Regions from separate parts of the Columba livia genome. Here region 2 is linked to region 1. The links are chromatin contacts, called in public Hi-C maps. All regions are on one chromosome and are shown on one strand. Each heading gives the region's core, a stretch centred on a gene start, on an enhancer-like site or on the middle of the called end of the contact. The rest is flanking DNA. Distances are from core to core; before and after follow the strand shown.

Region 1 (5,483 bases), core at 2,228-4,727:
TGGTCCTGATTATGTAATTAAATAATTCAAATTATCTTGGTTACTATCTATTAGGCCATTTCTTTGCTGGGTATCCTGGCGTGTCTCTGGCATGGACACGGTGTGACTGTGTCTCAGTGCGAGGCTGTCCCCTTTCGCTCCAGAGATGCTCTTTCCATAGGTAGAAAATTTCTGTTGATTCCTCAAATCATCAGGCCTCATCTACACAGAAAAAGGTAACCAGTTGAAATGCGTAAGTCGAAGTGAAAAAACCCATTTACACTTCTGTAGAGACATATTAATAAGCTGATTCTGTAATATGTGTCGAATCTGGTGCAATTTTGCCATAGGAGCAGCTCATGTACCTTGTGCCAGCTGTAGTGAGATCCAGTTGTGTCTTGTTCAGGTGGAAAAGGAACTGAGTATTCTCCCAGATCACTGTGCTCTGCCATGTATACAACTTTGTATGTTTACAGATATGCCTCTTTGAGGTATCTCTGTTTTCATTTCAGAATAGCAAATTAACAGTCAGAACCTCATATGTGCTTGCTTTTCTAAACCAATACAGTTTGTATGAATTTGTGTGATACTGTCACTCTGCCTTGTTGGATGAAAATATGAAAAGTGAAGTGTAATGAAATTCTAACTTCATTAATTTAAGAGAAACCTGGCAATTAGCTTAGTGGGGTCAGACTGCCCGCTTGTTTCTGGCAGGCTCTAAGTGTGCAAAGTGATGCTGAGCTCAGTGTTGGTGCTCTGAGCTTTCCCTCGGAAGGTGAAGCTGCTCTTGGTGGGTGACTCTAGACTGGAAATAAAATAATGGTTTGCAGTTCTGATTACTGACTTCTGAACAGCCGTGAAGGTTTTGGATGCTTGTATCCATTGACTGTGATATTATAAAAAAAAAAATAAATCCTACTTTTCTAGTTAATAAGGAATATGGTGTTTATCTTGAATCTAACCAAAATGACTAACCAGTAACTTCACTTAAGGGCAAGATTGTGAGTTATCAGGAGCTTTTCTGCAGAAAACGGGCTTGCGCAAGTTCCGAATCATCTTCTACCAGATTTTACATTGCTTTATAAAATGATGACACACAGAATTAGCTGTATGGCTATCAAAATAAGCAAGGAACGCTATATAAATCTTACTTTTTAGGCTACTGTAATATCGTCTCAATGCAGAACCAGTGAGCATGACCAGGGTAGGCTGGAGGTGTGTAGTGCCTTTTGTGAAAGTGAATTAATAAAACCACTGGACCATGAGCTTGTGAGAGTGCAAGTTTCTGCTGCTGGGCTATGGGCATAAAGGAAATATTTTCTTAAATACCATTTCCATTTTTGTTTAAGCTTTGTGAGAGGGAAGCAGCAGGCTGTGGTTTGCATGGCAGTCATTTTATGATATTCCTCTTTCTCTTGGAGCTTGTGTAAGGACTGAGATAGTTATCCTTTCACTTAGCAATGAAACTCAATTGTGTATGCAACTGTATATGTTTATTTGGTGTTTGAAAGTAAAGAGATAATATTTTACTTGTGTGGGTCTTTTTTTTTTGTTGTTTTTGCTTTTTTACATTGTCCTCTTCCACCTGTATCAAATTTCTTTTCTTTCTGAAACAGTGCCCATTTCTGAAAGCACTAACACTCTGAGAGCAAGAGGAGGAAGCAGTCACGGGACATGTGAACAAAGGATAACTTGCTTTCTGAAGACTTGTACAACCTTTTGTCTTCAGAAATAAACACATACTGTTATGAAGCTTTGAAATTAAAAGACAATAAATACATTATTCTTTTTCTGAGGATGTGTATTTTGACTCAAGAGGAAGTCCTGGCTGAGTTGTATTGGATCCTTGAAAATGATGACCCATTAGGAGCCAGAGCTCAAATTTAATTCAATAGAGAGGTTACTGAAAGTATCAGCTGTGGTTGTACATGAATAGTGACTGTGTATGTGAATGTGTATATAATGTCATTTGCATTTTAAATTTGTCTGGGAGCATCTTGGGGGCACCTTGTTTTCTTCCATTTTAAAAATCAGAATAGCACCTGTAATTAAGGGCGAGCGCTGGGCGCTGGAAGCTAGGTAGGACTTCCATCTATTGATCTGTGTAAACCCGGCTTATGCTGTCAGGGGAGAAGCAGTCAACTGCTGAGCTGCTTTGTCACTGACATAAGCTGAGAGGGGATTTTTTTTTTTGTCTATACTGTTTATACACCAGTCTATAGACCTGCTGGCTGGTTGAATTTTAAAGAGTGCGGAGGTTTAAAGACTTGTCCCCCGAGGGATGCTCCTGCCAGTTGGGAGGCGAGCGGAGGCTGCTCTGCAGAAGTTGTGCTGGCCGGGGGGGATGGAGCAGAGTGGGGGCAAACCCTGTCCCGCAGATTCCCTGGAAAACGCTGCAAAACAGCCCCATAATTTTCAGGTTGTTTAGTCAAAATATTGAGCTAATACCTTTGGTGTTTTTGTTTTTGTTTTCTTTTTCTTGTGTGATAATTTATTCTGAGAGAATACAATGGGGAACATAAATGAATACATTTCCATACCCAATTCTGAGTCAGTGCTAAGCCCACCAGGCAGCAATTAAAATCCTCAGTAGTAAGGAGAAAATGACTTCCTATAGTGTGAGAATAGGTGCAGATTTGGAAAGAGAATTTAAATAAAATGCTATTTATTTGGAATGTGAAAAGCAAGCTTTATGAGCCTGAAGTGAGAAGCTATTTGGAAATGTTTAGGATGTTTCTAAGTTAAAAGTTTTGATTACTCTATTCTGCTTGCTTTCTTTTGTTAGAGTTCATTGTTACTACTACAAGAATCATGTGTGCATGTTTCCTGCCTACAGAAATTCAAATATTTACCTGCCTTGTTTGTATTTTGCCCCTCACCCTTCTGCAGCGGCTGCTCACAACAGTTGGGATGGTGCTTAAGCAGTTTCTTTTGGAGAATATTAATGTGTACTGCTATTGTTCGTAATTAAGTTAATAACCTTTCCCAAAAGACAACATCTAGCTTTCATACCCTTCTTTACCTGTTCTGACAATGTAAATGTTCCAGAGATTTCTTGGACTTAGAAATTCTAGAAAATTGACTTTTCCATTTTGTGCAATGATTTACTGGAGCACACCCTATACCTTTAAAACGTTGCAGCTAACATATGCATGTTGTATTCAGAGGCATGTTTCTCCTGAACTATTTGTTCCTTGCTGAGGAACTGGCATGACTCCTCCATGTTTTACGCCATCCACCGAGCCAGGCAAATGTTTGAAGTAAATAGTCATTGCAGTGTGTAGGAATTTAAATACATAATTTCCCCTAATGGGAGTTGACTGTTCACTGTGCAGTAAACAGAGGGTTCAGGCTGGAGAGTGCTAACATCTTGGATCAAGTTCTTAAACCCCCACATGCAGCTCTGGAAATTTGCTATCAACACACATTTTTCTGAAAACAGGCACCTTGTGTGCTGAGTGGTGACTGCAGCGGGGTACCTGTCTCTTTGTTGTTCTGCTGCAGAGAGGGAGTTGTGCAGCTTTGCTGACCAACTGTGTTGGGGTCAGTTGTGTCTCCTTAGCTGGAGCGTTTCACAGAGGGTTCATTTTCCCAGTTGGGAGAAAGGAAGTAAAACCTGTTTTTCTGGGATCTTGTAAGGTCATTGTTTAGTACTTGCTGTTAACTGATCTGCTAGTTCACTTTTCTTTTTTTTTTTTAAAAAAAAAGAAAATGTTGACTAGTTTGGGAGCATTTTTATATTTTAATTAACACATTTTATTTGCCACTAAACAGCTGCTTAAATAAAATTCTGCAAGAAAGAGTGACATTATCCTTTTGTATTATAGTACGAATGTAGATCCGGTGGATTTCACCCCCCTGCTTCCCTTTATTAATAGCGAGGCTTGCTTGTGAAACCCGAAGGGTTAATCATATAAATTTGTCCTTCGGACCAGCAGATGATTTCCATCACTTTCAGCATTTGACTATGGAACATGTATAGAGTTGTTATACCTCTCTGCAATTCATTCTGCTGCCAACTTCATTCCCTTTTCTCTGCCTGCATTTTAATTGAAACAACATTTGTATTTTTGAGCCAGGATCTGTCAGAAGTCCCTGTGGCTAGTCTGTGGTACAAGTAGCAGCAGACGTGGCTTACCCATATGGTGTGGTGCTTCTTGTAAAATCCATATGGCCTTGTTGAAGGGAATCCCAGCGGGGATGTGAAGGGTGTTAATACCCTTCAGGCCAGGCCTTTCCCTCCTGGGGCTTCTATGGCATTGTCTTTGCAATCTGCCATAGCACAAACTTAATTCCTTTTTAATAATCAATTATTTCAGTCCAGGAACGTGTGCTGTATGTTTTGCAATCATATATTCCCTGAATTTATGATTTTTTATGGTTATTTTTTGATATTTTTTTAAAAGCAAGCTGTAGGGCGGTTGCTATCAAAGGTAAATGAAAGCCTTTTCAAAATGCTAACTCTATTTCTTTCACTTCCATTTACAGGAAGTGCTGAACAGCGTTCCAAAGTTCTGCTTTCCTTTTGACGTTGAAAGGTATGTAGTACAGTTATAATTTGTTAAAAAATATTTCTTACAAAATTATATTCAGCATAATTGTAAGGAAATATTTAAAAGAAAACATGTTGTACTCTCTAAACTTGCACCTGCAAATGAGAAGAACACATCCTTTGTGTTCAATTAAGAATGAAAATACTAGTAGGACATTATCTCAGCAAAATGCAAACTTAGAGAATTTCAGGGACATGTCTTTCAAGATAGAGCTACATTCTGGCTCTCAGTTTTGTCCGTTATATTTGTGAACACCATTGGTGTCAATATAAGGATACAACATGGTTTCCTTCAAACATCAAGCATCATAAAAAATGTTACGGTGCACCAGGACATAAAACCTCACCACGCAGTACTGAAAACGTGTTGTTTGAGTTCAAAGAAATTAAGACTTTAATTGCATGGAAGTAACAAAAGATATAATTGATTTTTCTCAGAGAAGAATCAAGACCATTATTTATAATTAATTAGCCCTTACCTTTCTGGTATCAGTTATGGTGTGGCTTCCATGTAATGCTGCCAGTCATTTAAATTGTTCATATAAAACATTTTTATTAATTAAAATAGTTAGGCTTGTCAAAATGATTAATGGCAATTAATTTAATAAATTTTACTCACTCAGTTTGGAAAACTCATATTGTCCTAACCAGCAAAGATTGAATGAGAAGCCTGATTTGCATAATTAATGAAAGATACACCCAGGTAAGGTGCAGGCTGAGCTGTTTTCAGAACAACATTGGTATCAGTCACAGATGGAGACCCAAAGTTGAGAAATATCTATCGGAGGCAAGAAGCTGCCATCTGAGGAGTGAAAGGTGGTGTGTATGTAAAGGAAAGAGAGGCTTTGCAGAGAAACACAATGGCAAAATAAAGACCTTCATAAACACAACTTCCCTGAAGTAAACTGGGTTCATTTAGTCTTTTATAGTTGAATTTAATTAAGTTGTTTGG
Region 2 (5,483 bases), core at 1,786-4,285, 100 kb before region 1:
CCAGGCCCTCCCTGAGAAACCCGTCAAACGCGCCGCCGCCGTCCCACTGTGACCGTGTCCCTGCCGGGCTGAGGACAGTCAAACTCATCGCGTCCGCTGCGAGCGGGGAGAGGAAGAGTCTGGGAGTGCTGGGCCCAGCTCCTTTAGAGCGGCTAAAGTGGGGACACCGCGTTCCGAGCAGGCTGCGTCCCCGTCTCGGGTGCTCCGGGTGCGGGCATTGCTCCGCTCTCCTCCCGCTGCCTGACATTTGCTGTGTCGGGTTCACCGAAGTACTGTCTGCAGGTGCAGTGACAAAGCGTCGTTCCAAGAGAGACACCAAAAATATTGTTTGTGAATTTCCCATCTCTACCTTAGCTCGACGGCGCCGTTAGGAATAATTGGTCAGACTCGTAACAAAACTCAGAAGTGACTAAACCTCCTCCGGTTGGGCACACTTAATTAATTAGAGGGTCCTTTCTTTCTGCTCCATCAGGTACGGTTAAGGATACGCTACTAGCTGCTGCTGCTCCAGTAAAGGAGGCCGGGGGTTTCCCAGGCGTTTTCTGATTAACATCCTAATGTTGGCAGACCACTTCTTACCTAAAGGGACACTAAAAGTTTGTCGCTAGCATCAAACATGACTTCTCCGTTTCCAAAAGGCCTGTAGGAGATCAAGGTAAATCTATTTCAATGTTCCTGAGATTCCTCGCTGCAAATTGAAACACCGCTGCTCTAAGGCAGGCTGGTAGGGAGAGGTTGCCATTATAGAGTGAGAGTCTCCATATAGTTTTGCTGGTTTGCTTGGGGAAGGGGGAGAGAAGCTCACAAAGAACACGACAGAGAATCTGAGATCCAAATCTACCAGTTTATCCCTTATGAATCCATTTGCATTAGCACTTCGCCTCTGAATGCAGTTTCAGTTGCAGGGTGCTTTTATCTTCTGTCACCGCTGCATTTTGGGAGGCATATCTGATGTGCAATGTTGGGAATATTTTAGTGACATGACAGGCGCTCTCAGGTTTTGCTTTTCTGTAACGATATACCCAGACTCCCCAAGCTAATGAGGATGCGGGGAAACCCATCGCTACTAAGATTTCCACAGGTAACACGTTCTCCTGTCCCCAGCGAGCTGCCGCGCGCCCGGAGGCAGCCGCTCCCCGGTGCAGCCCGGCCTGGCGCTTCCCGGGCGCCTGCTGGAGCCATCGCCACCTCCGTAATTAGCATGTGCCCTGGACAGATTTCAGCATGCGGTCACCGGGATCCGCCTTGCTATAGAGCCCTCATTCTTCTTGGCCACGGGCTGCGGTCTAAAGCCTATTACAGCGTGAACGATCTTGTGTTTAGTTCTGAGGATTTAGGACAAGGTCTACATGCAAATTAATAATTGACCAACAATAATTAGAAGAAAGAGGAGGGTATTCAAGCATGGGTGGGGGAGGGGGGAAATAGGAGAGTTCTTTAGGCAGGAATGGTTTGGATTTAGTGGATCCTAGAGGAGGCGACGTCCCGGACTGCAGGCGCAGGGCGCTGCCCGGGGAAGGGCGCCGGGTCAGCCGCCCCCCGCCGCGCAAGGGCAGCAACACTTCACACCGGCTCCGTCAGGTACCCGAACTGCTCGAGACACTGTTTAATCATTTCCAGAAATTTAAAGCGCGTAGTTATAGCAGCAACAGGGTTACGATTCTGTCGCCTGCGAGTCGGGTGGTTAAAGCCAGGTCTATTTTTAAATCCTAACGCTATTTTCTGCTCTGCGAGCCTGTGGTGGAGTACAGTGCTGTTAATGATCAGCCTCCTGCCTTTGTGAAGTCCGCGACCACTACAAGCAATCTAGACACAAAAAAGGAAAATCTGAATAGAGTCATATCTCTCGGCGGTGCCATCAAATGCAGCTAGTGTCGTTCCCAGCATTTAAATGTGTTGCATTTTTTTTTAAAGACCGACATTGTTTAGAAGTCCACTTTTGCGTCAGAAATGGCATGTTTTACCATCACCATCTTTTTCCTGGCTCGAGCCCTCTCGGGTGCACCGTAGACCAACTTCGGGATTAGGGTGCTGGAGGGAGGGAGAACCCGGGGCACGGGAGCCGGGGCACGGGAGCCGGGGCGCGGGCACCAGCTCCGCTCCTCCCCAGCCCGGCTGCGCGGCGGGTAACGCGAGAGCGGAGAGTCTTTGAGCATAAACATCATCGAATTAAAACACTCCAACATGCTTGTACCTCCCGGTAATCCGAAAACACGTAAATTAAGACACGTATTCATTTGCTTAAGGAGACGATATTTAAATAATAAACAAATAGGTGCTTTGCATAGTAATCCCAGACACACATCTCCGTAGCCAAGCACTGTGACTGACCACAAACAAGTAATCAGACAGCCAGAAGAAAACAGAAGAGGCAGATTATTGTCTAACACGAAATTGGCCACCGCCAAGGACTTCAGCATTGTTAGCTTCTTAGTTGTTTGATATTAAGCTTAATCGTACTTGCACTCTGGTTGTAATTAAACCATTAAAAATTTTGCAGCTTTTGAAAAGGACTCCCTTACAAGCTAGATTCACAGAGAGGTGAAAGGAGACATTCCATGAAATAAAATAAAAGAGGCCCTTTATTATTATTATTATTATTATTATTATTATTATTATTATTATTATTATTATTATTATTATTATTGCTGAATGGCTCAGTCTTCTCAGGCTGCCATTTTTCTAGATTAAAACACAAATGCACCAAATGTTTTCGAATACACCTGGGAAAACGACCATTCTGTGTTGTTTAAAAAAACCCAACCACTCTGAAGAAACACCCCGTAAATGACATCCGTGAGGTCTAAATAGCTGCATTGCTAGGAAAGACTCATGCAGGGGCTTACCTTGAGACCTTAGAAGCTTCTTCCAAAATTGTACCCTCCTCAATGAGTGATGAGGGATGGGTTTTGGATGGAGAAGAGACGCAATGATCCAGCCAGTAGATGGAGGTTGTTCCTTGTTCCTAGCAGAGGATCCCTATGTTAATTAAAATAAACAAGCTGCTTGGTGGAAAGATTTTTTCCCCCCACTCCCTCTCTCTCCCCCTTCGTCTGCATAGCCTCTAATATAGAATTGACGTGAATTTCTAACCTCTGACCTCTCACGAACATACACTTATACCTGCCTTTTATTTTCTATTTGTTTCACGATATTTTCCAATACTAACTAACTAAATAAATAAATAAGAATGAATGAAAGCAAAAATAAATCCCACCTCTCAATTTTGGCTGGTTTGCTGAGTTTTCTTGATCAGCTGTCTCAGCTCCTCAGTAATCAGGTGAGGTGTTAATAGGGAGCTGGTTGTAAATAAAACTAATAAAGCAAAGAACATATTAGGAAATTAAGAAAAGGCGAGGGCCAAGAAGCTGCTAAAAATATTGTCGTGAGCTGAGCATTTCCCCATCATGTCGTTTGTTTCGTTCTGTGCTTATTCACAGCTGAGCAGCAAACCCAGTGTTGTTGCCATCTCTCCACATTTTTTTTTCAAATCGCACTGAACCAGCCATGGACTGCATCAACCCTTCCCACTTTCATAAAAAGCCTCTCAAATGGAGTCGCTAAACAGGAAACTTCAGCCTGATCTGATGTGATATGATATACGGATTCATGGAGCAACCTCGCTTTGCCAAACCCGATGAAACTGAGAGTTGTCATGCAATACTACGCAGTCAAACCTGGGATAATTGTAAAAGTGAACCCAATTTAACCCATTAGAATAAAATCAGATGCCAAGATGAATCGGAATCATTGCTTCTTAGGTGACAGTAGTGATGACAATTGATCCACCGGCTCAAAACAATAGAAAAATATAGGGTCGGGAGTAATTTCTCGTACTCAGGGTCTCTCTCCCCGGGGGAGATGCACGGAGCCGGCAGCGAGGCAGGAGTCGCTCCCCGGCCGGGCTGCGGAGGGGACTTACTGCAGGGACCCTGTGTCCGGGGAGCTCTTTCTGGAGCAGAAACACGAGATGACTTCTCGCTTTGGCTTTGCCTGTTTCTCTAATTCCTGTGACAGTTTCAGTTCTTCTCGCCTGAGCCGTGTGACCCTTACGTCTACGTGGCCACTTTGGTAATCTACTAAAATAAAATAAAAAATTAAAAAGCAAAGCAAGGGATGCTAATGATCTTCCTTGGAGTTTGTCAGGGAGCGGAACCCCGGCGGCGTGCGGAGGAGGCAGGGCTCTGATCTGCTCCCCGCCGAGGTGCGCACCGGCGGGCGGGGGTCCAGCCGTGCGCCCCGGGGCAGGGCGGTCGGCTCCCGCTCTGCTTCGGCCGTGTCCGCCGCCGGCACTGCCAGCAAACCGCTGCCGGCGAGGAGGGAGCTCGGAAGCAGCCGGGTAACATCACGCTGGCAGAGGGAGCCGCTCTCCCCGCCCCGGGCTTCGCCCCGCGGCGGCATCGTGCCCGCCCTCCCGCGGGCAGGGCGTGGGGAGTTCGGAGGGCGCAGAGGCTTCGGTTCCGCGGCCACTGCGAGCTTGCTGCAAATACTGCATCCCACCTCACAGCAGCTCACCTGGATAAACCAGCCAGGGAGGTGTAGGGCAGGGGGGTGTGGGTGTGTGTGTACTTCTACTGGTGGAGGTGTCTCCCCGCAGGAGGAGTGGGTTTAGGTCGGGTGATCGTGAGCTCTGAGCACGCCAAGGTTGCTTTGCCGGCCCTGGGACCATGGGAGTCCGTCTTGCTCCCGTGATGGAGCTGGCGAGAAGTTTTAAAATAAGGCTTTCATTAAATCCGATCGCTGTCGGGAAGCTTAAAGACATCCCGGGCAAAACCGGGAGCAGCCCTCGGGCAAGATTAGCTGAACCCATCAGTCTATGTCTGCGCTGGGAAGCGACTGACCACGCAGGGAGACAGGTGCCTTCATGGGACTTCATGCTCTCTTTTTAATCTCCCTAAGATAGCAGCCGCCATCTGCGCCAAGGTACAACAACAGGAATTATTATTATTATCATAATCACCGCGGTTGTTATTACTGCGACTTCGAGGGAGGGTGTCGGGGCCTTGCCCGGGCCCTGGGCACTGGGAGAAGCCCAGCCTGGGCCGGCCCGCAAGGACCGGACAGTGGGTTCATCCCCGCTCTTTCGCTTGCTCTCTGAAGTGCCTAATTTTTTTTTTTTTTTTTTTTTTTTTTTTTTTTTTAAACCGGAGTTCTAATGGAAGCAGGAGGCAGAGGAATACGCAAGGCTTATAATAAGCCACCTGCTGCGTCGCGCCTAACTAATGTTATGCTTTATTTCATTATTACTGTCGTGGCGGCAACAGAATAGGTCCTTGCATCACAAATTCCCCACCTAGCAGGACGGCCAAGAGAGGAGGACCCCACCACGCCGGCGGGGAAGCGGTGGCTGGTGGCCCTTCAGCGAAAGCCAGTGACCGACGGTCACTTCCCGCTCACGTAGCCGGTACCGTGCCGTGAGGCCGGGCTCAGCCCGCAGTTTTGGGGCCCATAGCTCACTGAGTGCCTCTATTGCCCTCTCTCCC

What was found. A called contact is a pair of places that touch in the nucleus more often than the background predicts.
Region 2: a contact with region 1 is called in a Hi-C map of crop, with 2.8 times the contacts expected there. The contact joins the promoter of LHX9 here to the enhancer-like site in region 1. A contact is called at or near these places in 2 of 2 Hi-C or Micro-C datasets (crop and liver).

The regions. Positions count from the first base shown.
Region 1 is chr8:18,585,050-18,590,532 of bColLiv1.pat.W.v2, reverse strand. DENND1B (DENN domain containing 1B) reads left to right here. Exons shown (of 22, transcript XM_065072352.1): 3 at 4,468-4,517. Among named protein-coding and RNA genes, the nearest start is that of DENND1B, 62 kb to the left of the region's middle. Within about 2 kb of position 3,477, at least 2 of the 3 cell types and tissues checked have an H3K27ac peak away from gene starts, as active enhancers do.
Region 2 is chr8:18,689,248-18,694,730 of bColLiv1.pat.W.v2, reverse strand. It overlaps LHX9 (LIM homeobox 9), which reads right to left and starts at 3,035. Exons shown (of 6, transcript XM_065072360.1): 1 at 2,847-3,035.